Regions from separate parts of the Sus scrofa genome. Here regions 2 and 3 are each linked to region 1. A link is a contact called in public Hi-C and HiChIP or PLAC-seq data. All regions are on one chromosome and are shown on one strand. The core of a region is the stretch at or near the end of the contact, and the rest is flanking DNA. Distances in the headings are between cores, read along the strand shown.

Region 1 (3,500 bases), core at 273-2,772:
TAACAGTGCTATTTTGTTTTCCTTCAATTACCATTAGATTAGAAACTCTTTCACCCAGTATTTTCAAGTTTTCTGTGTTTTTGGAGTTCACTTGAGGTCAATTTATAGGATTTTGTTTTCAATCCAGTGTGTCTTTTTAAGTTCTGAGCAAAATTAACCCACTTATATTTATTGTAAATACTGATATTTAGACTTCTCTAGTTTTTTTTTTCTATTTACCACATTCTGTCTTAAGTTTTATTTGTTTTTTTCTCTATCCCATTCTGACCTATGTTAGACCAATAGGTTTTCTTTGTTCCATTTCCTCCCTTTTGAATGGTCTGCAAATTGCAATCCAAATTAATTCTTCAGTGTTTATTCTTAATTAAAATTTTAATTTAATGTCATCTGTTCAGAACATAGAAGTTTAAAGCCAACACGGAGTTAACTTGCATCTATAATCTCACAAATAGGTTTCTGAACTTTTTCTGATTCTCAGTTTTCACACTTGTAAAATTGGTAGCTTGAGTTCTTCACTTAATTTTAATCATGATTAAATGTGATGCCATGTCAAGCACCAGCCTTTATAAAATAAGAGAACTTCAATTCCTTTATTCCATTTTTTTCTTTATTCAACCAAAAAACTTGAGGTCCAAAAGACATAATCACCTCTCAACTCCTTTGTCCTTCAAAGTCACTTCCTCTTCACATCTCTTACACCATTATGACCTTGATCTAGTCCTTCAATTTCTTTGTAGGTCTCAGAATATCTTCCCATCCTCCCTTTACATTAAAAAAAAAAATCCATTTCGCATTCTACTGATGTCCTCTTTTGCTCTAGATTTAATTAACGTCATTTCCCAATGACTCCATGCCTTTCTTCATTTTTCCTTCAAAATGGCGGACTTTAGACTTTCCATGATGAACACCACGTGCGCCTGCGCCTCCCGCGGCCATTTCACCCAGCAGCCCAAGCTCCAGCCTCTGCTCAGCAAAGCGCCTGCGCACCAGCCTCCAGAGCGCTGTCGCTCCTCCCTCTAGCTGAGTACGCTTGAAACCGCACGTTCCCGTCCCTTCCCTCCCCCGCTGACTCTGCACCGCCCTCACCCTTTTCCTGTGAGATTCTTCCGCCAAGTGGAATGCCTATCTTCGGTCGACAGCCTACGCACTTGAAAAGCAATCCAATAGGCACTTACAGCTCTGGGCTTCGCCATTCAGTCTTATCTGTGCACCACTGTAATTTCCCTCTGGGTCCTAAAGTTGATAGCCGATTTCGCGGGACTTTTTTGTATCCTGTGAGGCAACAAATGGAAAGAATGGCTGTGGCGGAGGGATCCCTCACTTACGCTTGGTGTACTTTAACCTAATGGGGGTCGTCCGGGAGTCGGAAGGGGGAGGGGAAAGGGAGGAGGCAGCCAAGGAATTGTTTTTTTCTCTCGCCCCGCCCTCCCTAGGACGGCCAATGGCGATGGGCTCTTTCCCCACGAGTCTCGCCCAGCTCCTTGGGCCCAGCCAATGAGCGGTGGAAGCGGCTCCAAGGGGGCGGGCCCGGGAGGCTGTGCGTGTCTTGTGAGAGCTCTTGAACCAAGTCAGAGCTAGAGTCGGCTGGGCGGCTGGAAACGGCGGCCGCCGCCGGTGACTCAGGGAGGCGGGAGGCGGGGTAAGCGCGCCGCGGCCTCGGCTGAGGGGAGCGGAGGAAGAAAGGTGAAGGCGCCAAGCCCGCGGCCCCGCCGCCCCCGCGCCTCGGCGCAGGCCGGGGGTCGGGGGCTGGGAAGCGGGTGTCGGGGCGGGGCGGCGGGGCAAGTGCGGAACCGCGGGCTCGCCCCTCCCGCGGGGCCGCCCGGGGCGGGGACCCGACCGCCCGCCCGGGACGGGCCCTCTGCTTCGGGGCCTTTTCTTTTCCGGGGTGAGGGGCGAACACTTTCAAATTCACTTAAGCTGCAAATGATTTTCCCTTCACTCTGTCTGCGTTTAGGTTTAAGGTTTAGGAAAAGCGAAACTTGGGAGAGCGAGGGTCACGCGGCGCTTGGGCCCGTGTTTGCGGTGGGGGAGGGATCGGGGGCGGGGAGGACGCGGGTGGAGAGATCGGCTGCGGGATCCTCAGTCGCACCCGCGGTTGCCTGGGGTCCCGTCCTCCGAGCGGGGTTAGAACCCTTCCCTCCGCTCCGGCCTCCCCCCACCGCGCTCTCTTCCCGGCCTCCCTCCCACCGGCCGCCCCCGTTGCATTTTGTTTTTGTGTTTTTGCAGGGAGGAGCCCTTCCTGCAGCGTGGAAATCATGGTGCTCACGCTTGGAGAAAGTTGGCCAGTATTGGTGGGGAAGCGATTCCTCAGTCTGTCCGCTGCCGACGGCAGCGAAGGCGGCCACGACAGCTGGGACGTGGAGCGCGTCGCCGAGTGGCCCTGGCTCTCCGGGACCATTCGAGCTGTCTCCCACACCGACGTTACCAAGAAGGATCTGAAGGTAAAACGGCTCCCGGGCCTCGGCTGGCGGCCGTTTCCTAGTTACCTAGGTAACGAGACAGCCGGCACCCCCCCCCCCTTTTCTGAAAAGGCGACCAGAAAGTTGGCATCTGATCTGAAGGTGCAGGCAACTAGACCTTGAAAGTCTTTCAAATGGTGTGTAGAGCGAGGTGTGCTTGGCCTAGAGTTGCCTATGTTTAATAATGGGCTTAGGGTTGCTCAGACATGCTTAGTTTTTGCCCGAGCTGTGCCTCATTAGGGCTGTACGATTATTTCTCCAAAGGCGGAGTGGTGTTGTAAAGATGAAGTTGGGCAAGTGGGTGACGTTTGGAGTCATTAAGGACTGAGCGCTCCTGCTTGGAAGCGCTTTCGGTTGGGTTTCTTGTTTGTTCCCCCTAATTTCTTCACCCAACTTATTCAACTTTCAGACTTGTTAGAAAAGAAGTGTGAGAGTAGAGGGAGGAGCTTAGATCTATTAGGGTGGGTATTTGTCCGTATATGGTGGGTCAGGGCTGGAGTGGGTTCCTGGTTGTCTCTGATGAGTCTGTGGGTGGGTGTGGGATATGCCCATATATGGAGGGTCGGGGTGGAGCTGCCCCTTATATGGTGTTTTGGAGGAATGGCTTCAAAGTATTCCATTTGGGTGTTTGAGGGGAAGGAGAGAAATGGGAACAAGTGCGGCCAGTGTGATTTTTAATCACAGTGACACGCAGAACCTTGCACAGTTCTTTTCAAAAAGAGATGACTTCTGATCATACTCCCTAATAGAAGTATTGCTGTGAAAGTGTTGTCTGGAAACTACCAGTGAGGAAGCCATTGTACCAACAAAGACTCCTTTGTGCAGAAATAACTGAAAAACGGTCCCCAACAAACACTCCAAAGTGGTGATAACTTGAAGGGAGCTTGCCAGAACAGAGGAGCTTGCCATTCCTGGGTAATGGATATGTTTCAGTATCACTTGGTCATTATCTTCAATTTTTCTTGAAAACTGCTCAAATAAGGAAAGTAAGTTTTTGCGCTGGTACTTGAACATGCTGACTTCTGAAACACTGTTCACTTG
Region 2 (3,500 bases), core at 689-3,188, 190 kb after region 1:
CTACAAATATCTGAGTGCTAAAGTCCTCAGGAGTTAGTATTCTTATCTATCATACTACTTGGCTATAGGACACTAAATAAGGGAAAAAACTGTCTTGTAAAAAACACAGCTGACAGATATACTTGAAACAACAAAAAAAGATAACTATCAGTTTCAATTGCTGGGTTCCTACAGCAACCCAGAATGCCTTTCTCAAATTACAGTACCTTCCTCTTCCAGGAAGTATATCTAAACAAAGTTATACTCTGTCCAGGGATGAAAAAAATTGGGCATATTTCTCACCCAATCCTACACCAAAATCAAGTTACTGAAAATGCATTCAAGATGTTGTTTCTCTTAGCTCTATTTCAATTCTATTTCTCCACTCATTTAAGTTGATGTGGCAGTGCCTGTGACACAGAAGGGAAAAAAGTTTACTTTCAAGATACAAGGATTTTTTTAAAAATCCAGACAAAAATATAAATAAGCTCTTTCAAAACAAACAAAACAAGGTAGGCATTCACAAAAAATATTCACCTTATTTTCTCCAAATTAGCTCTCCAAGTATGAAAAGATAATACCGTACGGTGTACCCTTTCTCTATATTTAAACTCATTTAAAAAATTTAAATCTCAGAAAATTTTTTTTTCTATTTCTTTAATTTTGCATTGATAATGAGCTATGGATTTTCATCAAACTTACTGTGACAAACATTTCATGCCACCAAGTCATTAGGCAATACACCTTAAACTTGTACAGTGCTGTACATCAATTATATCTCAATAAAACTGGAAAAAAGAAATAAAAATTAAATCTTAGGCCTAAATGCCTCTTTGATATTAAATATTCCAATGATGATTTTCCCTTTGGGTAACTTGCTATTACTATGGTGACCAATGCTGCTATCTACAGACAACGTTTGAAGGTTTTGCCTTTCCTTTATATTTATGAATTTCGAGCGACAAATAATGCTTTCCAGTTTGTAATCGACATTTCGGAATTTTGAGAAAATCACTCAACTTAGTAAACAATGCTAAGAAGCTGCACTTTAAACTGTTGTTTTAAAATAACCTTAAAAAGAAACACCAACACCCCTACAACGTAATTGTAGCCTCCTTCTCAAAACTGCGATTTATATTTTTGGGGTAGAAATCCTGGACAAAGAAAATCTGGTCGGCTCTGGAAGTGGTCTGCACAACCCTTCCAGGTACGGCCTCATTCTTGGGGACTACCAGGTACCAGGAAGGGGACCCTCGGGGGGCCGATACTCGCCTGACTTTTCCACCAGTTCCCGGACGTCCTTCTTCTCGGGCAACCCCGAGTATCCCAATCCCCGGCACTCCAGAATGGTCTTCAGCTTCTTGAAGCTCAGTGCCACCGGATCCACCAGCTGGGTGGCAAAGATGCCAGTTTCATACCACACAATGGCTTCAAAAAACCTGGCCAGGACGAAAAGGACCAAAAAATAGAGGAGCAGGAAAAAAAGCTTCAGCCACATCTTTCCCTGCTTTCTCTCTTTGCAGAGAGCTCAGAAATCGAAGAGAAGAGTAGAGAGGGGAGTGTGTATTTACAGCAGCCTGGGCGAGGGCCCCCGGTCGGCGTGTGGTCCGGCGCCCGCCGCCGTCACTGTGGGGCCATGCCCGGCGGGAGGCAGGTGGATCGGCGATTCGTGCGGGGGAGAGGAAAGGACGAGGAGGGGCAGAGACGCAGAGCCTCCCTCGGGGCCTTCCAATCAAGAGGAGAGAAAAATAAATGGAAAAAAATTAAAAAAAAAAAAAAAAAAAAGCCCATGAATTAAACACCGAAAGGACAGAGGTGCAGGGAGAGCCCGCGGGGAAGAACCAGCTTGAGGGCCGTTTCCCTCGGCGCGGGGCGCTAACCGAGGTGGCGGGGTCCGCCTTTCAGCACCGTAATCTCAAGAGGATTAGGGGAAAAGCCAAAAAAAAAAAAAAAAAAAAAAAAAACCCACCACCAGACCCACAAAAGAAGCGGAGGCCGGGCAGCAGGCCGGGGCCGGCGGGGCAGCGGGCCCGGGAGGCGGTTGGGTCTAGCCAGGCCAAGGCCGGGCTCCCGCGGCGGCGGTCAGGAGGGCGCGGCACTCGGCCAGGGCAGGCCCGGGGCCCAGCGCGGGGAGGAGCGGCCGCTGCAGCGCCGCGCCCAGCGCCCAGGCCCCAGGCCCCGCCGGCCGCCCAGGCTCCGCGAGAAGCGCGGTGGGCACGGCGGCGGCGATGGCTCCAGGCTCGCTCCGGCCGGCGGGCGGCGCCTTTCAGGCGGGCGGGCACTGGGGCCCGGCCCGGGAGGGGGCGTCACAGTCTGCAGAGGGAAATGGTGCGCGCGGGGCGATGTCCCGGAGGAAAAAAAGCAAAAAATAGGCCCGAGACTGCTCCCTGGGGCGGCTATCCGGCTGCCTCCCGATCACGCAGCGTTCGCTCCGCTAAAGCTGGGCGGCGCGGACCTCCGCAGCCGTCCCCGACGCCCCCGCCCCCTCGTGAGGCCGCGGCCGTCGCCTCCGGAGCAGAGAACCTGCGGCGGCCGCGGCCTGAGCCGAGACATAACAAGTGACGTAGGCTGAGGGGCGGGGCATGGGGAGAGGCCGGGGCGGGGCCATGAGGGCGCCCACGGGTGGGTGGGGGGAGGAGTCCAGGCGAAGAGTTTCGCCAAGACTGGGGCTTGGAAAGCTGTACAGAGCTGCAATCTTGACGCGACTCCTAAAGGCTCCAGTGGCTTACCCTCTCCCTTTCCTTTTGCCCTGCAGATGTTTGGTAATTGGTTTTGTCTGAGGATTGGACTTTGGATAGTGTCGCTTTGTGTATATTTTGTAAAAATTGGTCAGTTAATTATCCTCTTAAAATGGGTAAAAACAGAGTACGTTTATGCTAGGTCCTGGTGAACTGGGGAAATTTTGGCACCATTGCGTTTGAGGGATAGGAGGTAAAACACAGAAAACAATGATTTTCTGTCGCTAGGTGAGAATGTAGTAATTTGTGCCTGTGTGTGTTGGAGGAGACATTGCCAAAAGGAAAGGTAGAACTAGGCTCAGTGGTCCCTGCCCCTAACAGCTTCCCCTCTCCTTCCCCCCCCCCCCCGCCCCAGCTGTTTCAGTCTCAGGGGTGTTACAAGCCAGATATTGCAGCACAGGGTTCCCAGGACAAAGGTTGCTGAATGTGGATATGTCCCAATGCAAAGTTTAATTGCGTTTTCTTTGGTTACCCATCCTGAGTGTGGAGCGGCCAGCAAGAGGAACATAAAAATGAGTAAAATGGACGGGCACGCAGTACTCGGCTCTGTATTTTTTCAACGTCAGTAGAGCATACTCCTGTTAATCTCTGTGCCAGTCTGGAGGGAGAAGGGGGCCACATGCACAAAATAAACAAGGCTAGCTTCTAGCAGCCCCCTTGATGACGAGGAAAAAGACTCAGAAATTACAAGAGAAACGTTAGCCATTGTGCCAAGTTGTCAAATGTCCTGAACTAGGGGTGAAAGCTGTAGGAAGAGTGGGGGTGTGATCCTCAGTTTTGGAG
Region 3 (3,500 bases), core at 351-2,850, 150 kb after region 1:
TAAAACTGAGTAAGTTGCCTGAAGGAGCTAATATCTATTATTCAGAACCAATAATTAACATACAATTGACATCAACACATGTATTATGTGCCAGTATGATGTACTATATTGGGATTTTTTTGTTTTGGCTGCGCCCTGGGCATACAAAACTTCTGAGGCCAGAGATCAAACCTGTACTAGAGCAGTCACCCAAGCCTCACTACCAACAATGCCCTATCTTTAACCCACTGAGCAACCAGGGAACTCCACATTGGTTTTTAAAATCTGCCTGCCAGAGCTGAACAAGTGAGATCACTTCTTCAAAGATTTTAGGCTTTTTTTCCATTATGTATAAGTCTAACCTGGGTACTGTAAAGCTTCTGACACTTTAACATAAATATTTACCACTGGCGCTCTTGTCAGAATTAACGTTATGATTCAATAGATCTTAGACAGGAACCAAGATTTTTTTAACAAGCTGCCAGGTGATGCTGATGCTGCTGATGCTGTTGGTCTGCACTTTAGAGGGTTGTAGAATATATAATTTATCCTAACTAGCACCAGTAGCTAAAACTTATCATGCTTTCGCCTTCAGTGAGTCCGAAGTGATACTATTATATTCCTGCTTGATATCCAAGACTGAGGCACACAGAGATGAAATTTCCTTAGATCACAAAGCTGATTATGTGGAGAACCAGGATTCAAAGTTAGGCACACTGCCTCTGCAGGGCACTCTCAACCGCTCCACAGTATCCCGACGTGATCTCAGCTGACAGGCAGATTCAGAACTCTAAGCCAGGTCCAGAGTTATTATCTTCGGTACCACTCTTCGAAGTGGGGTCTGGGCTATGACTGTGCGGTTGGTGTCAACATAACGTTGTTGGGAAGCGGAATGAGAACCAGAGCCTACCTCTCAACACGCCGCACTGTGTGGGGAAAGGGCGGCAAGCGCCTATACCGCTCCGTGATCGGGAAGGGGGTCCTCGAGGACAGCTCACCTGCTACGGGCAGGTACGCCCATGCCCGTGGGCGGACTGAGGGGGGCGGGGCCTGCGCCCGGGATAGGTTCCGGGAGGGACGTACCAACGCCGGCAGAGGAAGGGGTTCCAGAGGCCAGGACGGCGCTGCTGCCTCCGCGCCCCGTGCCGAGCCTGCATAACTCTTAACCTAGCCCTCGGCTCCTCTGCGGAGCGCTGTGGTACAGAGGTTTTCTTTCGCCACAACTGGCTCCTAAGAGACTTCCTCCGGCCCCTCGACCGAGTGGGAGGCCCCGGAAATGGGGGCCGAGCGGTACCTGGCCAGCCGCGGGGAAAGAAGGTCCAGTCCACCACCAACTCCACTGAGCCCTTACAAACCCACCCACTCAGTGCCGCCGCCGTAGCCCTTACCAGCTCTTTGGGCGGCTTCTCTTGGGTTTTACCAAACAGCCCCATGGTGAACTGAACTCGTCTTGCCCCTTCCGGCTCTCCGTTCCCTGCGCCCAGGCAGGTCACGGGCAGCCGCCTGGGCGGGGCGGGTTAGGGAAGAGGAGGCTGGACGCCCGGAGTCGGGAGCGGCCGCTGGGGTCCTGGTGCGCATGCGCCGAACTCATGCGCAGATTTAGGTCGGCGGAGTCAACGCTGAAAGATTGACGCGATTGCGCACTTGCTGGGAGGGGATTTGCTGACCCACGTGACGAGTTAGCTGTGTTTTCTTAGGCCTGGGAGGTGATTCCTCCGAAAGATGCGATTTTATTGACTGCACCTGGTGATTACAGCTGCGTTGCTCGCGCTGTATTGTTGCGCCGGAATTCTTTATCTTTACCAACAAGGTACTTTTACAACCACTTTCCGAACAGCTTCACCCTTCTGTCCCGTAGGTACCTTACTTGTAGCAAGGCAGCAGTGACCTCTTCTTCCTCCCGCCGGACCTTCTCCTTCCCTATGTTGTCTCTGCCATCACTAAGTCACTAAACCTGGGTATCATCTCTTCTCCACCTCTTACCAGGTCCCAACAACTGTAACTTTTTTTTTTTTTTTTAACTCCAGCCTTCTAATGCCAAATGTCACAGCTTTGTGCAGGCCATCGCCATTTCCAACGTGGATGATTCCTACCAGCCATTTGTGTGTGTGCTTGTGTGGTCCTTCAATCCACGCAGACCATAACCTTAATCAAATTCTCAAAGGAATCTGTGACGAAAAAGGACTGGTCGCATTTTACTGGGCAGCCTGATTGAACCAACAATTACTTCCTTTGCTGATGGTGAAGCATCCACTCATTTAGTGCCTCAACCCCAACTCCCATCTCTGGTGGGAATGGAAAATGATACAACCATTCTGAAAATATTTTAGCAAGTTGTTTAAATAATAAACGTTTATCTCAAGCCATTCCACAGCCAGCTATTTATCCAAGAGGGGGGGGAAACACGTCCTTACAGAGACTTATACAAGTATCCTTATTTGTAATTGCCAAGAAATGGAAGTAATCCAAATGTCCATCTCAACAGGAGAATGGATAAAATAATTGTGCTAGATCCGTACAGTGGAATACTACTTGACAATAAAAAAAGAAACTGTTGATACATGCAACAGCATGGGTGAATCTCAGAATAATTTTGCTGAGTGAAAGAAGCCCCCCCAAAAAAGTGTACATTCTGTATGATTTCATTTATGTGACGTTTTACTAAATGCAAACTAATCTATAATGGCAGAAAGTAGATTATTGGTTGTTAGGAGACAGGGGTTGGTTTCCCAAGAGGTGGCAAAGAGGGATTACAAAGAGACATAAGGAAAATTTGGGGGGTGATGGATAATATGTTGTTTGTGGGGGTGGTTTCACACATATATGCAATATCAAAAATTGGACACTTTAACATAGAAGCAACCTAAATGTCGAACAGAATAGATAAAGAAGATGTGGGGTGTGCATGCATATGTGTACACACACACACACACACACACACACAAAATGGAGTACTACTCAGCCATAAAAAAAGAATAAAATAATGCCATTTACAATAACATGGTTTGACCTAGAGATTATCATAGTAAGTGAAGTAAATCAGACAAAGACAAATATTATGTGATATCACTTATATGTTGAATCTAAAAAAGTGATAGAAATGAACTTAGTTACAAAATAGAAATAGATTCACAGGCAGAAAACAAACTTATGGTTACCAAAGGGAAAAGGCAGGGAGGGATAAATTAGGACTTTGGGATTAATAGATATACATACTACTATATATAAAATAGATAAGAGACCTAATGTATAGCATAGGGAAGTATATAAAATGTAATAACATACAATGTAAAAGAATCTGAATATAATGACATAGACATATATATATAATTGAATCACATTGCTGAATACCTGAAGCTAACAGAACATTGTAAATCAACTATAATTTTTAAAAATGGACATTTTAAATATGTACACTTTATGTCAACATACTTCAAAAAGTTCTCTTAAAAAATAGTAGTACATGTTCATTATAAAAAGTAAAACCTCCATTCTCACTTCCTCGGAGGAAAAGACCTCAA

Evidence for each region. A called contact is a pair of places that touch in the nucleus more often than the background predicts. HiChIP or PLAC-seq counts read pairs in DNA pulled down with a chosen protein or histone mark.
Region 2: a contact with region 1 is called in a Hi-C map of skeletal muscle, with 6 times the contacts expected there. The contact joins the promoter of RNF103 here to the promoter of KDM3A in region 1. A contact is called at or near these places in 3 of 5 promoter capture datasets (fetal liver, fetal skeletal muscle and liver), 7 of 47 Hi-C or Micro-C datasets (alveolar macrophages, blood, heart right ventricle and 2 more) and 2 of 2 datasets of contacts at active chromatin or transcription factors (alveolar macrophages and skeletal muscle).
Region 3: a contact with region 1 is called in an H3K27ac HiChIP or PLAC-seq map of alveolar macrophages. The contact joins the promoter of CHMP3 here to the promoter of KDM3A in region 1. A contact is called at or near these places in 1 of 5 promoter capture datasets (liver), 5 of 47 Hi-C or Micro-C datasets (alveolar macrophages, fetal skeletal muscle, heart right ventricle and 2 more) and 2 of 2 datasets of contacts at active chromatin or transcription factors (alveolar macrophages and skeletal muscle).

The regions. Positions count from the first base shown.
Region 1 is chr3:58,353,022-58,356,521 of Sscrofa11.1, reverse strand. KDM3A (lysine-specific demethylase 3A) reads left to right here and starts at 1,522. Exons shown (of 26, transcript XM_003124935.6): 1 at 1,522-1,639; 2 at 2,227-2,441. The coding sequence starts at 2,256.
Region 2 is chr3:58,159,525-58,163,024 of Sscrofa11.1, reverse strand. RNF103 (E3 ubiquitin-protein ligase RNF103) reads right to left here and starts at 1,938. Exons shown (of 4, transcript XM_005662399.3): 1 at 1,252-1,938. The coding sequence starts at 1,477.
Region 3 is chr3:58,205,021-58,208,520 of Sscrofa11.1, reverse strand. CHMP3 (charged multivesicular body protein 3) reads right to left here and starts at 1,600. Exons shown (of 6, transcript XM_003354734.4): 1 at 1,368-1,600. The coding sequence starts at 1,412.